Linked DNA regions of Zea mays: region 2 is linked to region 1. The links are chromatin contacts, called in public Hi-C maps. All regions are on one chromosome and are shown on one strand. Each heading gives the region's core, a stretch centred on a gene start, on an enhancer-like site or on the middle of the called end of the contact. The rest is flanking DNA. Distances are from core to core; before and after follow the strand shown.

Evidence for each region. A called contact is a pair of places that touch in the nucleus more often than the background predicts.
Region 2: a contact with region 1 is called in a Hi-C map of bundle sheath, with 2.4 times the contacts expected there. The contact joins the promoter of LOC100272841 here to the promoter of LOC103637127 in region 1. A contact is called at or near these places in 4 of 25 Hi-C or Micro-C datasets (bundle sheath, ear, endosperm and 1 more).

The regions. Positions count from the first base shown.
Region 1 is chr1:81,013,783-81,018,000 of Zm-B73-REFERENCE-NAM-5.0, forward strand. LOC103637127 (shaggy-related protein kinase alpha-like) reads right to left here and starts at 2,306. Exons shown (of 13, transcript NM_001347078.1): 1 at 2,036-2,306; 2 at 1,125-1,382; 3 at 946-1,038; 4 at 533-592; 5 at 159-431; 6 at 1-48. The coding sequence starts at 2,095.
Region 2 is chr1:81,460,684-81,464,807 of Zm-B73-REFERENCE-NAM-5.0, forward strand. LOC100272841 (putative ARM repeat-containing protein) reads left to right here and starts at 1,735. Exons shown (of 3, transcript NM_001147294.1): 1 at 1,735-1,979; 2 at 2,125-2,253.

The sequences.
Region 1 (4,218 bases), core at 1,056-3,555:
ATGACACACACCGACAACTCGATGGATGTAAGCAAGCGCACGGCACATCTGGACAAGAAGGAATAACAGATTCCTAATGTTCATTCAATACCAACCAATGAATCCGAACTACTTGTAAAAAGCTGATAGGGGAAATGACAAAGAACATCATCGCGTACCTGATATGCATACAACTTAACATATATTATGGGTACACGCTGGTTCATCCGGTTGTAGTATTTGGCAACACGATAAACTGTCTCGGATACAAATTCAAGTACAAGGTTGAGGTAAACTTCTCCCTTTTGAGTTGTTGAAAAGAAGTGATGCTTCAGCTGAACTACATTCGGGTGGTCATGTAACTGCATAGTCTGGAGCTCTCTATTCTTGTAGCGCTTATCTTGTAACACCTTTTTTATCGCCACCGTCTCGTCAGTTTCCAAGCATTTCGCCTGTTATACACGATAAGTTCAATGATTTTGGCCACAGCATTGTGAACTCCCATTTCTAGAAATAAGTGTTATATGAGGCCAAAAGATGGCAAATGGCGTACCTGGAAAACAATACCAAACGAACCAGTACCAACAACCAATTCTGCCATGTATGAGACCTTCTGTATGACCATTAGAAACAATATTAGTGATTTACAGTTCGAGTTTCACAAAATGATGTTCTAAATAAATAGTAGGACAATAAATTCAAAGGAATATCTAAAGAGCAAAATTTTGCATCCATCAGATAAAGAATATCCAATCCAATAGCAATATAAAAAAATATAGAGTGCTGCTGCAATGTCATCCACAGAGGACTTTTTTTTAATATATATAAAAATCAAGTAGCCCTGTTTACATAGCATGCAGGAATATTCAATGTAATGTACTGTCATTGGTATTCAATGCCTTTTTAGATGAATGCAAAAAAAACAATAGGTATTCAATGCAAGCAAGATACAGGTTAGTATATTACCTGCTTTGGCTTCCCATTGTGACCTCCTATTGTTGTCACAATTATCTGCCCTGTCTCTGTTCCAGTCCCATCAAGTGTAACACCCTCACCTTCCTGTAGCCAGAGAACACAAGGCATGATTACCAAAAGCAGAAATGGTATGTGCTCATCAATCAATGAATCAATGAGATTGAAATAACCTTATCATTATGGCCATCAGCTTTATCGTCGCTAATTGTCATAATATTCATCTCTTTGGGAAGAAGATCTGCTCCTGCTTCTTCAGTTTTAACAGGTTTCATGCTAGTAGATGTGCTTGCCTCAGCATCCCTATTAGATGTTGACGATGATTCTTGGTCTATCCGCACAGGTTTATCCTCGGTTAAGTGTGGCTCCATAACAATATCTCCTGCTCCATCCTGCTCAAACTTTGGTCTTTTGGAGCCAGAGTCACCACCCTAACAATAGATAACGAGAAATGGTTATTTGTTTCATAATTCCTTAGCATTTATTGAAGAAGAAAAGGCAGAGTTTCTTCAATGTAACAACCCCCACTTCTCATGTCCTTCTTTTTTGTGAACGGGAGACATTTCCTGATTAACCTACAGGTTAAAATCCTTCCCGAATGAACAAATTTTTTGAACCAATGGACTGATTAGAACCTGATATTATCCTTTACCAGTAAAGTCTCAGACTCTCAGTTAATAGGCTACTGTCCATTTTCTTCATGGTCCTATGAAGCTCAGTTGCCAACGCATTACAGCCAAAACCACACCTATTAGACAAACTGGTGAAATAAATACTTGAGCAAAAACGAACAACATGTCGCCATTAAAGTGCAAGGAGCCGAATGCCAAATCGACTAAAGCAAAATAAAGCGCTTGGCACCTGATGAGGCAACAGACCGTGCAACGCTTTAGCCTTTCTATAAAGGGGAGGCAGCCACGACGAAGCAAGCAAACGAAATGAACAGACGCTGCCGCAAGAAACGACCGAGCGAAGCCCAAGAAAATGAACCCGGACGTTAGCATAGCGTCATTGAACACCCAATGCGGGTGTGCCCGGGCCACCAATGGCGGTGGGGAATGGGCCGGGGAAATGGAGCTCTCACCGGATCGGAGACCGACGAGCGGCCGGAGGCGATGCTCTTGAGCCGCCGCATCATATGCATCCTCCTCCCTCAGACGCAGCCCAGCAGCAGCGACCCCGAACCCTAGCCTCGTCTTCCCCGCCTTCGTCGACCCCGTCGCCCGGCTCCTCCGCCGCCCTCGCGATGCAGCCTCGCCGCTGCCGGAGGCGGCGATCTAGGGAGGGGCGGCCGCGGGGGGGAGGGGAGGGCCCTGGAAGCTTCGGGCGTCGTCGTCGCGGGGAGGCGACGTGCGGTGAAAATTTTGGGGATGGGTGGCGGAGGAAGGGGACGGCCGGACGGATTCGCTCGCTGCACCACTAGATTTCTCGGTGCTTTTTTTAGCTTTGTGACTCGAGCTCTCTCTCTCTCCCCCTCTCCGGTTGTTGGAGCTGGTCGCCAAAATGGCAAAAGCTGGGAGACCTTTGCATCCGGCTCCTTGGCTTTCTTTTGTTATCATCGAATCGGGCTTGGTTTTCAAATGATTCGGGGGCGGTTTGTGTATCGCACGCACACTTCTTCTATTTTTCAAAAATGGTGCTGGGTGTATGTGTTTTGCCCAGTTCTTTATTACCACGATGGGATGGTGTTTGGTTCCACCCAACTATTCAAACCAGGTAGTTTACTCAACAAGACTCAAGAGAGTGTAAACTCTGAAAGAGTCGGACAAAGGTCTCATTGGCAGGTTACTCAAGACGTCAGGGTTAGAGATGGCAACGGGTACAAACCCACTGGGTTTTGCCGTCCCAAACCCGTACCCGTGAAAAATATCTATGCCCATTAAAAAACCCGTACCCGTGACGGGTTTGAGATTTTGCCCAAACCCGTACCCATCGGGTTAACGGGTACCCATGGGTTACCCGCGGGTTTCATCTCCAATATAATTATCTTCTCATAATCAATAAGTATCATAATGATTAATGATATCATGATCCAAAATCTATGTAATAAACAACGAGTTCATGATTTGGTATAAAAATTATTAGTAGAGAGAATGAAATACAAATAATAAGTTATATAATTAAGTGACCTTGCACTAAGTTATCCATCTACCACATATATAACGCTAGTAAAAACTATAATAGCAAGCAAGCAACACTCTCACCGATTACTGATACATTCACCAATTGTTAAAAATTATGAAGCAAATAAGGAATAACAAGTTTCTTGTTCGTTTATAAAATAAAATGACAATATGCACTAGGTTTGGTCGGGTTTAAAAAACCCACGGGTTCACGAGTTTAGGTACTATAGGAACAAACCCGTACCCATAAACCCGTTGGGTACAGATTTATGCCCATTAACAAACCCACGGGTATGAAAATTGGTCCAAACCCGTACCCTAATGGGATAAAAACCCATCGGGTTTCGGGTTTCGGGTACCCATTGCCATCTCTAGTCAGGGTGCAATGTACAAAAGGGATGGAAACGGAATATTTGGGCACAGGGCACAGGCGACGAATCCGGCAGTCAAAGCTCCCAGGTGCGAGCCCAATCATTGCCGCCTCCGCCGGGCGTCAACCGTCCGATTTTCCGGTCCACCCGATCGGACGACCACGCGGGGGGCAGACTGAGAGCGAGCACTTGCTGTTGCGGACTTGCGGGGACAGCTGCCACCCGCGCGGGGTATCCGGGCCCGTGGTTCCCCGCCGATCTCTCGCAATCAGGGCACCGAACCGGAGCGCGCGTGGCGCGCACTCCGCGACTCTCGCCATGTGGGATGTGGCCGGGGGGCAGCCCAACGTCGGGTTCGCTCAACACATCTCTCATCCGGAACTGGAATGGAACAGAATCTCGTCGGACTTGACGCCAATCCAATTTTTTTTAAGATCAAAGTCGAAGGTGACGGCAAGCTTAGCCGCACCTGTAGTCCTGTACCAACCGTAGGATAGACTGGGTGATAGAGTAGTCGAGTAGTCAGTCTATTGAACACAGACCAAGAACCACCGAAATGTTGGTTGGAACGTAGGCTCGTAGCGCAACAGCTCTAGCACATAAGAGCATCTCCAACAAATCCTAATAGTCCTAAATCTTCAATTTTAAATTAAGAAAAAATAGGAAAAAAAACAATCCTCCAACAAATATCTATCAACACTCCTTATCCTCTCGCTTCGTCCGTTGTGGAAATCTTTGCCGCCCCCTTCTCCTAATTCACTGCCGAAACCATT
Region 2 (4,124 bases), core at 485-2,984, 450 kb after region 1:
TCACCTAGAATTGACTGCAGCTGTAACACTAAATTTAAAAATCTGGGAGGAAGCAACGAAAGGTTAGGTTCTGACATTAAAGGTAGGGTTTCTATTTTTTTGGAAAATTCTGACTGCGCCATAGAATAATCCCTGAAATCCATATGTGGCACACTTGAGTCAATGGGATGTGGGAGCGTGGACGCACCTGTCATCTACACATGCAGTAGCATATAGGGAACTCAGAGATTGTTTGTTGGCATAGGTGGAATTCAGGGAACTGATACTTTGGGTTTTACTGTTGCAGTAATTCTTATTAACGTTTCCTAAAGCGGAAAAGTGGTCAGACACACTGGGACTAGTGTGCTGATGCAATTTTGGTGCTGGGTCAAGCTACACCAGCAGACAATGGAACCGACAGATAGTTTGAAGAGGCATGCAGCTAATAACAGCCATAGCTCACACGTTCTCTGGGTAAGGTTGTAGGAAAACTGCGGACCGGATCACTGGCATATGAAGCCCACGCTGCCACACACACATGCTATCTACCTAGCGCACATACACCAAAATGGACTTACTTTTCATTGTGCAAAGAGATGCACTCCAACAGCTGGCCTTAACAGAATTCTGGAAACGGTTTATGCATCCAGTGGACTGAAACTGAAAGCGACCATTGTGGACTCTGAAATACAGTGGCAGAACCGCAGAAAATAGTCCGTCGACTGCCACACCGCCATTTCCAATGACGTGCTACAGAGTGAATCCTACTAGATTGCTACGACAGCGGATTCAACACACGAACTGGACGAGAAGATGCTCCTGTCGAAGGAACTAGCTGCCAAACCTCGTCGAATCCAAGCGTGATCCACGAGGCACCGCAGATCGCAACGCGCTTCCGTCGATCCTCTCAGTCTAGCGTGCAGCCTCAATCCAAGCGGCGGGCCGACCCAGATCTACAAGGCCCACGCCCTTAATTCCCTCACGACGATTTCAATTTACCCATGGACCAGGGGGCGGGCGGCACCGGTAAAGGGCAGATCGAAGCAAGCACGCATAAAAATGCGCATACACTCGTAACTAGACCAGATCTGAATGCAAATAACCAAATAGCTTAAGTTACGGGTGGGGTGCTCGTTATCGGTGGGCGTACCTAGCAGGTGTTCGTCGCCGACAGATAGGGGTGGGGTGCTCGTTATCGGTGGGCATACCTGACAGGTGTTCGTCGTCGGCAGATATACCTGGGCACCAGGTGTAGGGAGACATCGGTTGTCGTCCATCGCCGCCGAGTGGGATACAGGGAGGGTGAGGCCGTGAGAGAGAGAGAGAGCACGCGTAGTGAACAGAAGAGAACACAAGGGATGAGAACTGAGAGCACGAGGTAGAAGTCTCCAGAGGCCTTGAGTGCACGCGAGAGTCTCGCGGGTGAGAAGAAATGAACTGATGATCCACGATCGGACGACCACATTTTTTTAGAGTGACGTGGATAGGTGCATCGAAGCCGTTTCCGTTCCGCTTTAATAATATAGAAATGACGATTGGTTAGCGGGCCTAGCGAGTCGGCCTAACATACTCACTCTTCTGTCTGGGCCTGGCGTGCCCTTTATGCGGGGCCGGGATGGGCCCATAGAAAATGGGCAGGCTGAGCTAGTAACAGGCCGCGAAAGCTGGCGGCTTTCGAGCCGGCATCCCGACCATTTCAAAATCATCTCATGCGACGTGGCGTCGTGCGTGCACCGCCTCGCAGGCCGCCTCAAACGCTCCGGTCCTCAGCGCCCGTTCCACGGGGCCCACGCTCCTCGATCCGACGGCTCGCTTCGCCTCGAATTCAAAAACTCGTTCCGAAGCAGCAGCCGTCCTGTGATCCTGTACTCCTGTGTCCTGTCCAAGTCCACCGGAATTTAAATCCCTCAACGACTCGCTAGCTGGGGACTTACACGACGCGACGCCAGAGGAGGAGGAACTCTGTCGGGGGGCGGCTACAAGAGGCGGTGGTGCTCGCGGTGAGTGCGCTCATGAAATGATTCCCAGATCCTCCTCCCAATCATGCAGCGATCGAGTAGGAGCAACAACGCCCACGCGCGCAGCGGCGTTCCCAGGATGGTTGTCGTTTGATTGATGATCGGCGTCCACGCGTCCTGATTGCAGCCAATCTACCTCTGGTTGGACTCTGCGTCGCGGCGAGCGGCGCCGGGAGGAGGAGGTGGAGGCCGCCGGAAAGTGGCGGTGGGCGAGGAGGGGTGGCGGGCGGCGACACGACCGGCATCGGTGAGAGAGGTAACCGCAGGACATGGCTCTGTTTTTTTATCCCCTTTTTTTCGCTCTTCGTTCTCGATCGCGCTTCGCTCCATGTGCTGGGAGGGTGAGCTTCGAAGCCAAGCGTCCGCTCTTCCTGCTCCGCTCCTGGCTGCCGCATTCGCCATTCGGCCGTGCTTTCTCCACCATGCAAGCCATGATCTCTGCAATAGTGTCTCGAATTTTCTAACAATCACACGCCAAGTCGTCGTTTGCTTGGGGTTGGGGAGTTGGGAGAGACGGGTGGAGTCGAGAGCTCAGAGTGATCTACTCCTACTTTAGAGTGGGGACATTGTTACTCGTTTAGGACTGATTTGATGACTAGGGATTACAGGAGGATGGAAGGAATTAAAGAAAAAATTAGTTTATTTACTTCTCAATCTCCTCCGATCCTCTCGTAATTCCCTTGTCACCAAATCAACCCAAATAAGAACAAAGAATTACCCTGGGCCTTTTGCAATGCACAATAATAAAGTTAGGAACCCTCGTCTCTGCCGGCGCCGGCGTCCGCACGGCACTAGCTTTCAAACGACTCTCATAGAATGGAGTAGCAGTAACCGACCGTAGGAGCGGCCGGCGCGTGGTACGTGAGCTATAGCTCCGGGCGCCAGCTGTAACAATGGCTAGCTATTTCACTAACTATACGTAGAAAATATAGAAAAATGAGAATAGCTAACGATGGACAAGTAGATATAAGATTTCAGGTATTTAAAAAACTGAGTGTATTGTGTGTGTGACCAAGTACTAGTGTTGAGATAAATATTATTTTTATTTTTCTCTCAGCTCCATGTCAGCTAACTATTTGAGACAACCATTGTGGATGCACTAAGGCTATTCACAATGTTAGTTTCATGATGATTTCATGCCCATTTAATAGTGTGCTACATCATTATTTTAGATAATATGACATTATATTTAAGATAAATTAGTTTTATGAGATAAAATTGGTTTCATGGGATGAAACCATATTAACCCGTTTTCAAGGTCTTGAAAATCGTGTGAAACCAACGTTGAGGATGATTTGTTTTATCTTTGTATATTTTACTGATTTTTATTGGTTGTTTAGTTACAACATTTAATTGGTATGTTAGTTTATAAAATACTGAACTGAAATTTTACATCAAAAGGTAGTGTTTCATGCTTAGTTTTATGACATTCTTAAATATATAACAGTGTTAGAAAGAGTGTTATGAAATGAACACTGTGATTAACCTAAGAAATTGGGGAATCGAGTGAAACGCGCCTTCGGGACAGGGAGCGTCCCGAGACGCTCGTGCTCCGGGCTTGCTCGCTGCGTTGGATTCCCCGATCCCGCCGCGGGCCCGATTTCGTGTGCCGCATGCATGGCCGCACCCACCCCACCACACCAGTTGCCACGAGCCCACACGGCCTTTAATTCGTGTGCGCGAAAAGTTGTTGGTTGCTATCGCACGCGTGGTCCGGTGGTTGTGCCACCGCCGGTAACAGGTGGTCCGGCACGTTTTTTTCGTACTGCTAGGCTATTTGTGTGTGGTTCGTTAGCCTTTTGTGCGTGTTCTTGTGTGTCAGTTTTTAACCTCCAGCGAAAGCATTTCTTTCGATCCTTCTTTACATGCATGCTTGGTAGGTCAGTCATGACTCATGGCGAGCTAGCTCAATGGGAAGCATCCGAGGGATTTTGCAGTTACCTTTTCAGAGGACTCGGTTCTTTTACGATACGTACCCCACACAATTATTTCGCCATGATTCTTTTGTGTGAAGAAAGTGCGAGATCTTTGGATTGTATTATAATAAGAAAGTAATGTGAAAAATAAACATCAGCATGCAAATCTTACTCTTCCGAAGACCACGCCTCTCTGTTTGAATCACACGCT